Linked DNA regions of Xenopus laevis: region 1 is linked to region 2. Evidence: chromatin contacts called from public Hi-C data. All regions are on one chromosome and are shown on one strand. Each heading gives the region's core, a stretch centred on a gene start, on an enhancer-like site or on the middle of the called end of the contact. The rest is flanking DNA. Distances are from core to core; before and after follow the strand shown. Region 1 has its middle 36 kb from the start of myl12b.S. Region 2 holds the start of tgif1.S (TGFB induced factor homeobox 1 S homeolog).

Evidence for each region. A called contact is a pair of places that touch in the nucleus more often than the background predicts.
Region 1: a contact with region 2 is called in a Hi-C map of animal cap, with 4 times the contacts expected there. The contact joins the enhancer-like site here to the promoter of tgif1.S in region 2. A contact is called at or near these places in 2 of 4 Hi-C or Micro-C datasets (the XTC cell line and animal cap).

What each region holds. Positions count from the first base shown.
Region 1 is chr6S:93,082,569-93,087,944 of Xenopus_laevis_v10.1, forward strand. No RefSeq gene overlaps it. Among protein-coding and RNA genes, the nearest start is that of myl12b.S, 36 kb to the right of the region's middle. Within about 2 kb of position 4,018, at least 1 of the 7 cell types and tissues checked has an H3K27ac peak or open chromatin away from gene starts, as enhancers often do. A contact at or near this core is called in animal cap, where this site is marked.
Region 2 is chr6S:93,043,539-93,049,158 of Xenopus_laevis_v10.1, forward strand. It overlaps tgif1.S (TGFB induced factor homeobox 1 S homeolog), which reads right to left and starts at 4,280. Exons shown (of 3, transcript NM_001086951.1): 1 at 4,160-4,280. The coding sequence starts at 4,175.

The DNA.
Region 1 (5,376 bases), core at 2,768-5,267, 39 kb after region 2:
TACTTAAATGCAACAAGAGAGATGTTTGTCTTTGTATTTCATTTCTAAAAATATTGTCCACGCACACCATCAGTGGTTTCCATATGTTGTGATCCGCCCACCAAGCTTGAAATCATTCAGACAAAGAAACACTCTGAATTTCCAAGTGTGCTATTGCTCTGGCCAACAATCCTTTCCTTTGGTGACTATGCCAAATGATCTTTACTTCAACTTGACACCAAGAAGCTGAACTCAATCTGCCGGATTTGATTGTTTGGTCTCAGAGACCACAACTGGATCACATTAGGGGCCTGTGCAGAGCCACATGGGGAGAGGATCTTATACACAGCTGCACTTCTCACCTATCAGAATGTTTCAATGAGACATGGAAATACAAAAGAAAAAATGAGACAGCGACTGTCACGTTAGGAATTGTGAGTGCAGTGCGTTTGCTGAAATATCACGTTTCTCTCTTCTTCCTACTGTTTTCTTCTAGTTATCTCATTGTTCTACCTGCTCTTTGTAATCTTCCATTGTGTTATATCACATTCCTTTTGCTTTTCATGACTTTTCATTTTCAGTTCAGTTACTTCTCAGTTTCCTCTTCTATATCTTCCCCTCTGTGGGTACCTGCTGCTTTATAATGAGTACTCTGTTCTCCCTGAGAATAATTTTTTCCCATTAACAAATAATGCTTTCCATTGCAAAAATATCAGTGTTGTGATGCCTCTGTTTATCTCATTGTGTCGCCAGTGTGTAGAACACTTTTGTTGCTCTTATTCTATGGCTTAAATTGATCAGTAAATCACAAAACACTCTGCTGTGTGCAGAGTTGTTTATCCATTAATGTCAATGAGAGGGAAACACACCGTTTGCCAGTGGGGCCCCAATTTCAACCTCAGCAGCCGGCAAGGTCTGCACACATTGAAGTGCACTTTCCCAGTGGTAATTTGAGCTGCCATAATTGGTTAAATGAAGTGTTAACTGAAAGCAATAAAAAAAACTTTGAAAACCTGGCCTGTTAGACTCCAGCACCACTGCTTTTTTGTGCAGAAGTGAGTTCTGCTTGATTCTGTCCTCTGTTTTGGCTCCCCCTAGTGGCAGTATAGTGATTTATGTGATTAGAGATGTTCAATATGTAAGGCAGACAATAATGTTATAATAACCAATAAACCAAAATATTTAGGTTTTATACTTTCTTAGAGCTTATGGCAGCTGTAACCTGCACACAACTACCCAACAGACTTTAGCAAGACAGAAATAACTTTATATTGTAAGCTAAACGTGTACTATGTTCAAGCAGTGTAAAACCAAACAAAAATATGTAGGAACATACAAACACATAAAACGGACTTCTATATAACTGAAGGATATTAAAAATTGCTACAAAATTCCACAAAGTATATAAAAGCACACAGCTTGCATCATCTATAATCTATCTATCTATCTATCTATCTATCTATCTATCTATCTATCTATCTATCTATGTATCATCTATCTATCATCTATCTATCTATCTATCTATCTATCTATCTATCTATCTATCATCTATCTATCTATCTATCTATCTATCTATCATCTATCTATCTATCTATCTATCTATCTATCTATCTATCTATCTATCTATTATCTATCTATCTATCTATCATCTATCTATCTATCTATCTATCTATCTATCTGTCTATCATCTATCTATCTATCTATCTATCTATCTATCTATCTATCTATCTATCTATTATCTATGTATTATCTATCTATCTATCTATCTATCTATCTATCTATCATCTATCTATCTATCTATCTATCTATCTATCTATGTATCATCTATCTATCTATCTATCTATCTATCTATCTATCTGTCTATCATCTATCTATCTATCTATCTATCTATCTATCTATCTATCTATCTATCTGTCTATCATCTATCTATCTATCTATCTATCTATCTATCTATCTATCTATCTATCTATTATCTATGTATTATCTATGTATTATCTATCTATCTATCTATCTATGTATCATCTATCTATCTATCTATCTATCTATCTATCTATCTATCTATCTATCATCTATCTATCTTTGTTCCAAACGACACATCTAACCCAAATATTCACACCCAAACTACCTTAACAAGACAAACAAACCCATTCTGGAGTTCTTTCACTCTTGAGCTTAAAAGCCAAGGTACAGTACATGTCTATTATCAGGAAACCTGTTATCCAGAAAACTGAAATGCAAGCAATGCAATTTCCTATAGTCTTCTCTTGAAACAACTTCATTGGTGACTGCAAGACACTGTGTTAATGGTAAATAAGATCACCCTAGTTCCCAAACATCACCTGGGTCAACTTTATTATAGAGGTGCACACAATTGCTGATAATTGTCATATTCTACAGGTCCTCTACAATGGTGCATATGAGACTCTTATAACATACAGATCAATTAAAGTCCACCAGTTTCTTGTTTTTTTCACTTTGTGTGGCAGTTTTTGTTGTTGCAGAGTTTATAGCCAGAGATGTGAATAGAGGGCGTGTGAGACAGTTTAGGAAACCTGTTTGTAACACACTATTTTGCCTTTGTTAGGATTCATGTATTACATTACCTGATGGCTGAGAAAAACAAAAACATTTAAAAACATACTGTTGTATGTTCATACTTATTGAAGATGTGAACCTTAAATCGTTGTTTGCAATGGAAATGCATGCATATTTCAGTACAGTTATGGGACCTGTTATCCAGAATGCTCGGGACCTGGGGTTTTCCGGATAACGGATCTTTCTGTATTTGAACATACCTTAAATCTAATAGTAAATCATGTAAACGTTAAATAAACCCAATAAGACGATTCTGCTTACGATAAGGATTAATTATATCTTAGTTTGGATCAAGTACAAGACACTCTTCTATTATTACAAAGAAAAAGGAAATCATTTTTAGAAATTTGAATTATTTGATTATAATGGAGTGCATGGGAGGCAGCCTTTCCATAATTCAGAACTTTCTGGATAATGGGATCCAATACCTGTATGTGTGTGTGTATGTATATATATATATATATATATATATATACCTCCTCCCAGCACTATTAGATTAATAATTAGATTTTTATCTGCTACCACAAAAAGATTGAAATCCCCGAACATAATCTAAACTCTCATTTAGATTGTCTCTTGACATTGCAGGATACAGGTTGCAGGGACAGATTAGTACTAGACAGTGACATCCAGTTCTTGGCTACTCGACATTTGCTCCTACAAAACCCAACAACCCCCCTTAAGCTCAGCAGGGTAGGGTGGACTGCAGGAACTCAGAGCTATACCCTGACACATCTATAGACCAGGTGCAGCATTTTCCACCTGAAATTACATATATCATACCCTATCCTCCCTGCAGTCTATAGTACTCTACTATACGACCACATCCCACAGCCACTACTTCTCCTCCTTCTGCTCAGCTCAGGTCTCTCATGTCAGGCAGGAATCAGCACTATATACTTAAGGTGTCAGAACAGAACCGTGTATGAGAATATAATTTGCAAGATGTACAATGTAAAATGTCCTTCTTGTAGATTAAAATATATAAGACTTATTTAATGTCATATAAAGGCACAAACTAAGGCCAAGTTATATTATACAGGTCACAGAACCCTAGGCTGGTATAATAATAATAATACTAGTAGGGGCAGTGGGTGACTTTCTGTTGTCATAAAAAAATAATCATAGAGATGCAGATGTAGTAGAACTATAAAAACATGTCTGTATGGTGATTTTAGGGTGTTTTAGAACCCCCTAAAACTTGGGTAAATAACCTTTCTGCCAAACAGCATATCAGAGTCAGCTTCCCCTGTTCTTGCACCCCAGTAACTATTTTAAAATGATCAAGAACAAGTCATGCTCCTGTGAAGCAGACAGTTTGTACTTATGAATATTCTCTGGGAAAGGACCTACACTTTTTATTTCATAGACTTGTATTTCTCACTACCTTGTCTCTTCTTTCGCAGTCTGTCCTATTGTTCATGTCATGAGGGGGTGTGTGGGATCCTTGCTCATTTGCACTCTAATAGTGGGCAGGCAGAAAAGAATAAGTATGGGTATAATTGATTACATTCTCAGGATTGGCTCTATAGCAGAGAAATCCAAAAATCTGTTGTTCAGGGCACTATTGTAACACAAATGATCTAGTCAAGCAAAGACGTTTTTATGAAAAATGATGCGCAATGTATCCTAATGCTGCAATGATGTGTATTAGGTACCAGCTGGCATTATATAATTAAAGAACAGAATATAGGCATGTTCTTAATTACATAATGAATATATTTATATGTGTGTGTCCTTATACACATAGACTTTTTTTTACTTTGGGTTCACCTCCCATGAAATGGATATAAAATGTGAATGAATAGGTTATGTATGAGCAGAGCATTTATTTGCATATTTTATTCATATGAATGGGACATGCCGTGTTGTCTTCATTAGCTCAGGCATCTACTAGAAACAACAACATCCATTCACGCTGGCTTTGTCTGTTGGGGCACTGCGGTTGAGCTTACTATGCAAAAGATCTGTCAAAAAATAACATTTCTGCTTGTTTGTGAAATTACAAAATGCTGTAAGATAGGGTTCTATAAACTCAAAAATTCATCTCTACAAAGAGATAAAGTATATAAAACATATATTTATTACATGTATTTGCATAAGACAAACCGTACAGGTATGGGATTGGTTATCCGGAAACCCATTATCCAGAAGGCTCCGGATTACAAAAAGACTGTCTCCCATAGACTCCATTATAATTAAAATTTGAAAGCTTAAAAAATGTAACAATAAAACAGTACCTTGTACTTGATCCAAATTAAGATGTAATTAATCCTTATTGGAAGCAAGACCAGCCTATTGGGTTTATTTAATGTATACATGATTTTCTAGTAGACTTAAGGTTTGAAGATCCAAATTACGGAAAGATCCCTTATCCAGAAAGCCCCGGTTCCAAAGCATTCTGTATAATAGGTCCAATACCTGTAATATGAATTTTGGATGCTTCCTCCGCTATACTTGCTTGACAGCACTAGGCTATAGGGACCCACACTTTCAAAAGCTAAATTTTATACAACCCAGTACCCAATATTCCTTGGCCGAATATATTGCTTCCTGAATTTTGGCTTATTTGAAACAGACTATAGCAATTATTTTACTGGCATAAGAATAAAGCGCCAGGTCTTTAGCCCACGTGAATCTTAAAGAAACAGTAACACCAAAAAATGAAAGTGTAGTATATAATGTAGTGTTGCGCTGCTCTGGTAAAAATGGTGTACCGGTATGTGCTTCAGAAATTCTACAATCATTTATATAAACAAGCTGCTGTGTAGCCATGGGGGCAGCCATTCAAAGCTGAAAAAG
Region 2 (5,620 bases), core at 3,030-5,529:
TAAGATATAATTACTCTCTATTGGAAGCAAAACCAGTCTATTGGGTTTATTTGATGTTTACATGATTTTCTAGTAGACTTAAAGGAGAACCAAACCCTTTTTATTAAAATCCCCTAGCCCCCTACCCTACATAGACTCCCCTCCCTGCTCCCCCCCCCCCAGCCTAGGTGTTACCCTGGGTAAATGCCCCTAGATTCAGGGCATCGGATTTCACGGGCACCATCTACTTCTGTTCGGGAAGAGATCAGTGTATCGGCGCATGCGCAGTTGGCACAATCTTCCGGTCTCGAACAACTGCGCATGCACCAAAAGCGCATGCAACAAAAACGCCTTTACACAGGGTAACACCTAGGCTGGCGGGAGCAGGGGTCTATGTAGGGTGGTAGGGGGTTTTAGTAAAAAGGGTTTGTTCTCCTTTATAATATGAAGATCCAATTTATTGAACAATCCCTTATCCGGTAAACCCCAGGACCCAAGCATTTTTTTTTTAACAGGTCCCATACATTTTGAAGCCAAATGCACAATAGTGACTTTCCATCATTCTTGTGATGGTCAGACCTCAAAATTCCCCATTACATGTAAAAAAAACTGGGTGGGTCTAAATGCACTTTGCAGCCAAATATGAAGTGGATGCAGTTGCCAAAAGTAGTTGTAATGTGGTGTATCTGTTTAACAGCTGGAGCAATAGTCATGTGGCAGTTCATGATTCATGGAAATTGGAGCGTCCGTGCAGAGAAAAGCTAAATCTGAATCTTCTTTATCCGTATTCCACAGGTACCGGGTCAAATCCATTTCCCGCAGAACTGTGTGATGCAACTTGACAGATCCAAAGTATGTGACAGATGCAGAGGCGGACAAACGAGGCCTAATAAGATGCACAGTGTCTACACTGTAGACTAAATAAATGACATTAGGTTACACGCTGAGACTGCACATTAGCCCCTTATTAACAAGGCTTGGGACTATGAAATATCATTAGAACTTTGATACATAGATGCTGCAGGAACGTAACAGTCCTTTACTGCAATGAAACACAGAGCTACTAGTAGCAGTTACTTCTTGTGGCTACAAATACCCTGCCATAGACAAAACTAAGAATTGCCTCTGCTAAAACACACATAGGGGCTATTTATTAAAGTCTGAAAAAAAAATTCTAGTTTTTATTTTACTATAAAGTTGGAATTTAGTGGGGGAAAAAAACGAATTTTTCAGGATTTATTATACACCTAGGATGGAAAAAGATTTTGTGGTTTTTGAGGAAAAATCAGTAAAGAAAAAACTCAGATTTTCGCACAATTCAAATTTTTGGCGATTTTTTTCCGAGTTTTTTCCTCACACAGGAAATTTTTGGGCAAATGTATTGATAAATAATGAGGAAATAACTTGTATGGATTTGGAGTATGGGGTATATTTAAAAAAATAATGAGATACATTTGGATTTTGATAAGTAACCCGCATAGTGTCTTGGAAGAGACAATTATCACTATTGTCTATTTTGTAGCCGTGACAAGTAGCTCTGTGTGCCGTTGCCCTCAAGGTCTGAACTGTCCCTGGATTAGGACTACTGAGTAACTAGGTACATCCAAGTAAAACGCTCGCTGCGATTTGACGCATGACAAGAGCTGCTAACAAATTGGTTATAATAAGATTACTGAATTACAGAGCAACGGTTTGTTTTGCATAAAGTAACGCTGGCATGTGAAAAAAGGCTGCACATTTGCAATGTAAACAGGGAAAACTGACAGCGTTCTTAATTCACTGCTCCTCTGGCAGTCAGCCAAAATGTCAGCATGTTGTAATAGGGAAAAACTGCAAGATGCTGGCTCTGCAAGCCAATATGCTCATCCACCAACATGCAATTCATGGGACTTTCCATGGCACCACAACTGGTAAAAGTTCCTCAACTCATGTTTTGGGCAACAAAACTGCCTATGCCTTCGATACGAAACGCGTCAGGATTGTGATGTTTTTAACTTGCTGAAATAAAACTTGAATGTTTTATTTAACAAGTGGATCACGGAGTGCTTGCCATTCTTTGCTTTTTGACCAAAATAATAGATAAGATACAAGAGGAAAGCTGAAACGTGCAGGAGCTGCTTTGCTACAAATCCTCCTGCAAGTGTATACCAAAATGTTGGGGCTAAAAACATGGCTGAAGCGATAGCTTGTACGGCATTCCCTAAAAACTGTAATTTCTATCAAATATGGGCATGCCCCCTTTCTGCTGAGTAGAACAAAAGATCCAACATGCTCAAGTGGTGATGGCAGCAGGGTTGCCAGGTCTAGTTTTCAAAAACAGCCAAAGCCAGCTACAAAACCAGCCCAAAACTAGCAAAAAGGAACTTCAAAAGTAGCCCAAAAATTGCCCAATATGTGTAGTGAAAATAAAAAAGTCTTAAAAATAAATAGATAAAAATACGTCTTTTTCAATTTTCACTGATTTGCACATTTTTTCATGAACCAAAATCAGAAAGATTTGACCCTCTTCACCAGGGGCATAACTACAGAGGGGGGCTCAGGAGGTACAGGGGCCCCATGAGGCCCTAATCCACATACAATTTCAATACATATTGGTAAAACAGCTCAATGTCAGACATTTCGGTGGCCAGCAGATTTTTGCGCCCAAATTGTCCAAAATTGAGGAAAGTCACCGGAAAATGCAAAAATGCTAAAGAGGGAAGGGAGATGGGTACAAAGTAGGGATGCACCAAATCCAGGATTCGGTTCGGGATTCGGCCTTTTTCAGCAGGATTCAGATACAGCAGGCAACCCTGGATGGCAGAGAAGGGGCGGAGTTATAAAGTTTCAGGCATCTGGCAGCAGTTTGTCACATCCTGATCTGTCAGCAGCACTGCCCCCTCCCTGTCACTCTGCTCCTCAACTGCCAGTCCGTGCTGTCTTGTGCTTGAACAATGCTGAGCACAACCCAACTCACATGGAAAAGAACAAAAAAATGAATCTCAGCAGCTCGTTTCTTTCTTTCCAGCTGAGCTCTCAGTATGGAAGGCAACTGCCAAACACACACACACTGAACTTATGTGATGTTCCAATGAATAGAAAAAAGTAGAGAGCTGAACTGTAGCGCTGCCCCTGGGCAGAATGTAGCACAAAGTCTAGTGAACTGTTTCAGCAAGTGACAAAGCAAAGTGTGGGGATTTGGGCAGGGAAGGGAGGAGTTCCCGGGGCTGCTCCTGAGACTTGTCACTGGCCGTTGGAGGAGCACATGGCGAGCTGAGGAACAAAAGAAGTGTAACTTGTAGGCAGCGGAACTTTGCCCGAGTTGTTGTGGGAGTGAGAGCAGAGGATTTAGTCGCACCGTGTTTATTAGTCGCACAGTGTTTATAAGTCGCACAGTATTTATTAGCCGCACACACACATCTGCTTCCTGTACATGGATCTGTCCTTAAAAGTGATGTAGCCCTTCCCCTGGAATGTGAAGCTGCTGCTGCTGCTCCTAAACAAAGACTTCGCCAGACACTCAGGCTGCTGCTCGTAACGTGCTCGAAGTTTTCCTGCCGGTTAATAGTGAGGGGAATGGGCGCTCACACTGACACTGCTCCGAGCACATGGGCTGCGACTGACTTTACCTCGTGCTCTAACTTTCTTTGTTCCACAAGTTCAGCGGCGCGCGGCTTTACTTTCCCTTTGTTCCGTCCCGGCCAGAGACTTTCCCCGGGCACTGCCTGCGCTTCCTCCCCCCCTGCCTGGCGATTCTTACCCCTCACAAACTCTTCCATCACTCGTAAAAACTCGCTCCAACTTCGCTCCCCGCTAGCGCCCTATTAACATTTACACACGCACGCACACACATACATAGAACTACACGTGTGTCACAAGGAGCACAAGTCAGCGGGAGCATTGGCAGTTCTATTCAGGGAATAAGCCCCGTGCCCCCCCCCTGCAATGTGACATGGGCTGCCCCTTACTATGAGGTAACAGACAGCGCACCTGGACTACCGAACACGTTTAGTTTTTGGGGGGGTGCCCAGGACAATTAAGAGAGTGGGGGGAATAGAGGGGCGCTGGTATCACTATAGACAAACACACACTGACAGTGGATCCGCATGGGAATACAGTACAGAGTGGAACACACACTCCTGTCTCCATCAGGCGGCGGCTCAGTCACACAATAAAGTTCATCCGAGGCGGCAGCTCTTACCTTTCTTGGCTTTCATTGTAGCACGGGGCCGCCGGGGATCCCAGCTCAGAGGCAGAACGTTAGTGCGAGAGGCAATGCACAGACACACGGGATGCCCTGAGCTCTATCACTTCAGCGTCTCTGTTCACTTTTACACTTCACCCACAGGCGCTTTCTTTTTGTTTTAATCCTCGTCTACTTCCCCCTCCTCCTCTGGCTCTTGTTCCAATCTGCCCGTCTCCCTTCAACTTTTCTGTCTGGTGCCACAATGAGGCAGTTAAGGTTAAAGCCAGAGGTAGATGTAACGCTCTCCTCCCTCCCCCTTACACTAATGAGTAATGGCTTGTAACAGCAGCAGCAGCAGCTCGGCTCTCACACCCTCCCCGGCCGGGACTGTCAGACACACACACAACACACACACAGTGGGAGGAGATATGAGCCTCCTGGATTCCCCCTTTCTGTTTCCAGACACACTGGGCCTGTGACACTGCATGGGCTGCAGGGGGAGCTTCAGCCAGTGGTGCAGCCGCTTCCTGTTATTTGCTTTCTTTCCCAGACAGCCGTTTGATCATTAAACTGCACAGGCGACTCCTGGGTTTTTTTTCTCCCTCTCTTTAATGCTTTCTCTTTTGACAGCTGCCTCTCTGCTCTGTCTCCTGTTGCTACGGGATGAGCCAACCAATCACCCTCCCCCTCTGCCACAAAAATTCCCTCCAAACTGCTGAGAGACAAAAAAAAGTGAGCTGGGAGGGGGAAAACAGGACTGGATTAGGATTCAAAATAGGCCCTGGCACTCCTAGTACACAGAGGCCCAAACAGCCCTCACCAGCCCACTTAAGGTGGCCATACACGGGCCGATAAAAGCTGCCAACAGAACGAGTTGGCAGCTTATTGGCCCGTGTATGGGGCCCTCCGATGGGCTTCCCTGATCCATATCTGGCCAAAAGTTGGGCAGATGTCGATTGGACGGGACTAAAAATCCCATTGGACCACGGGCGCATCTGTTCCGCGATCCAACCGCCCGTTGCCTTTTGTTAGGATCCGATCGTTGGGCCCTAGGGCCCATGATCGGATCAGCCCGATATTGCCCACCTCAAGGTGGGCATATTGGGGAGAGATCCGCTCATTTGGCGACATCGCCTCTCCACGTAAGTGACCTTTAGTCACTTTCTATTGCAATTTACAGCAGCCCCTCTGGCATTTGCCAGAACCCACAGATTGCCAGTCCGGGCCTGGGGAAGAATCGTAGTGCGGTCTGTTTGTCATAATACTCCTTAAGCTGGCCATAGACGCAAAGATCCGATCGTTCGAATCCTTGAACTATCGGACTTCCAGATCTCGCGACCTGCCACTAACCATTCTGATCAAATAAAGTAGTAAAAGAACAGATCAGCCGATGTTCTGCCCCTGACAGCAATCGTACAAAAGTTATGTCCGACAAAAGCTGGTGACAGTCTCCCTCTGAAAATCATACGATCTGCA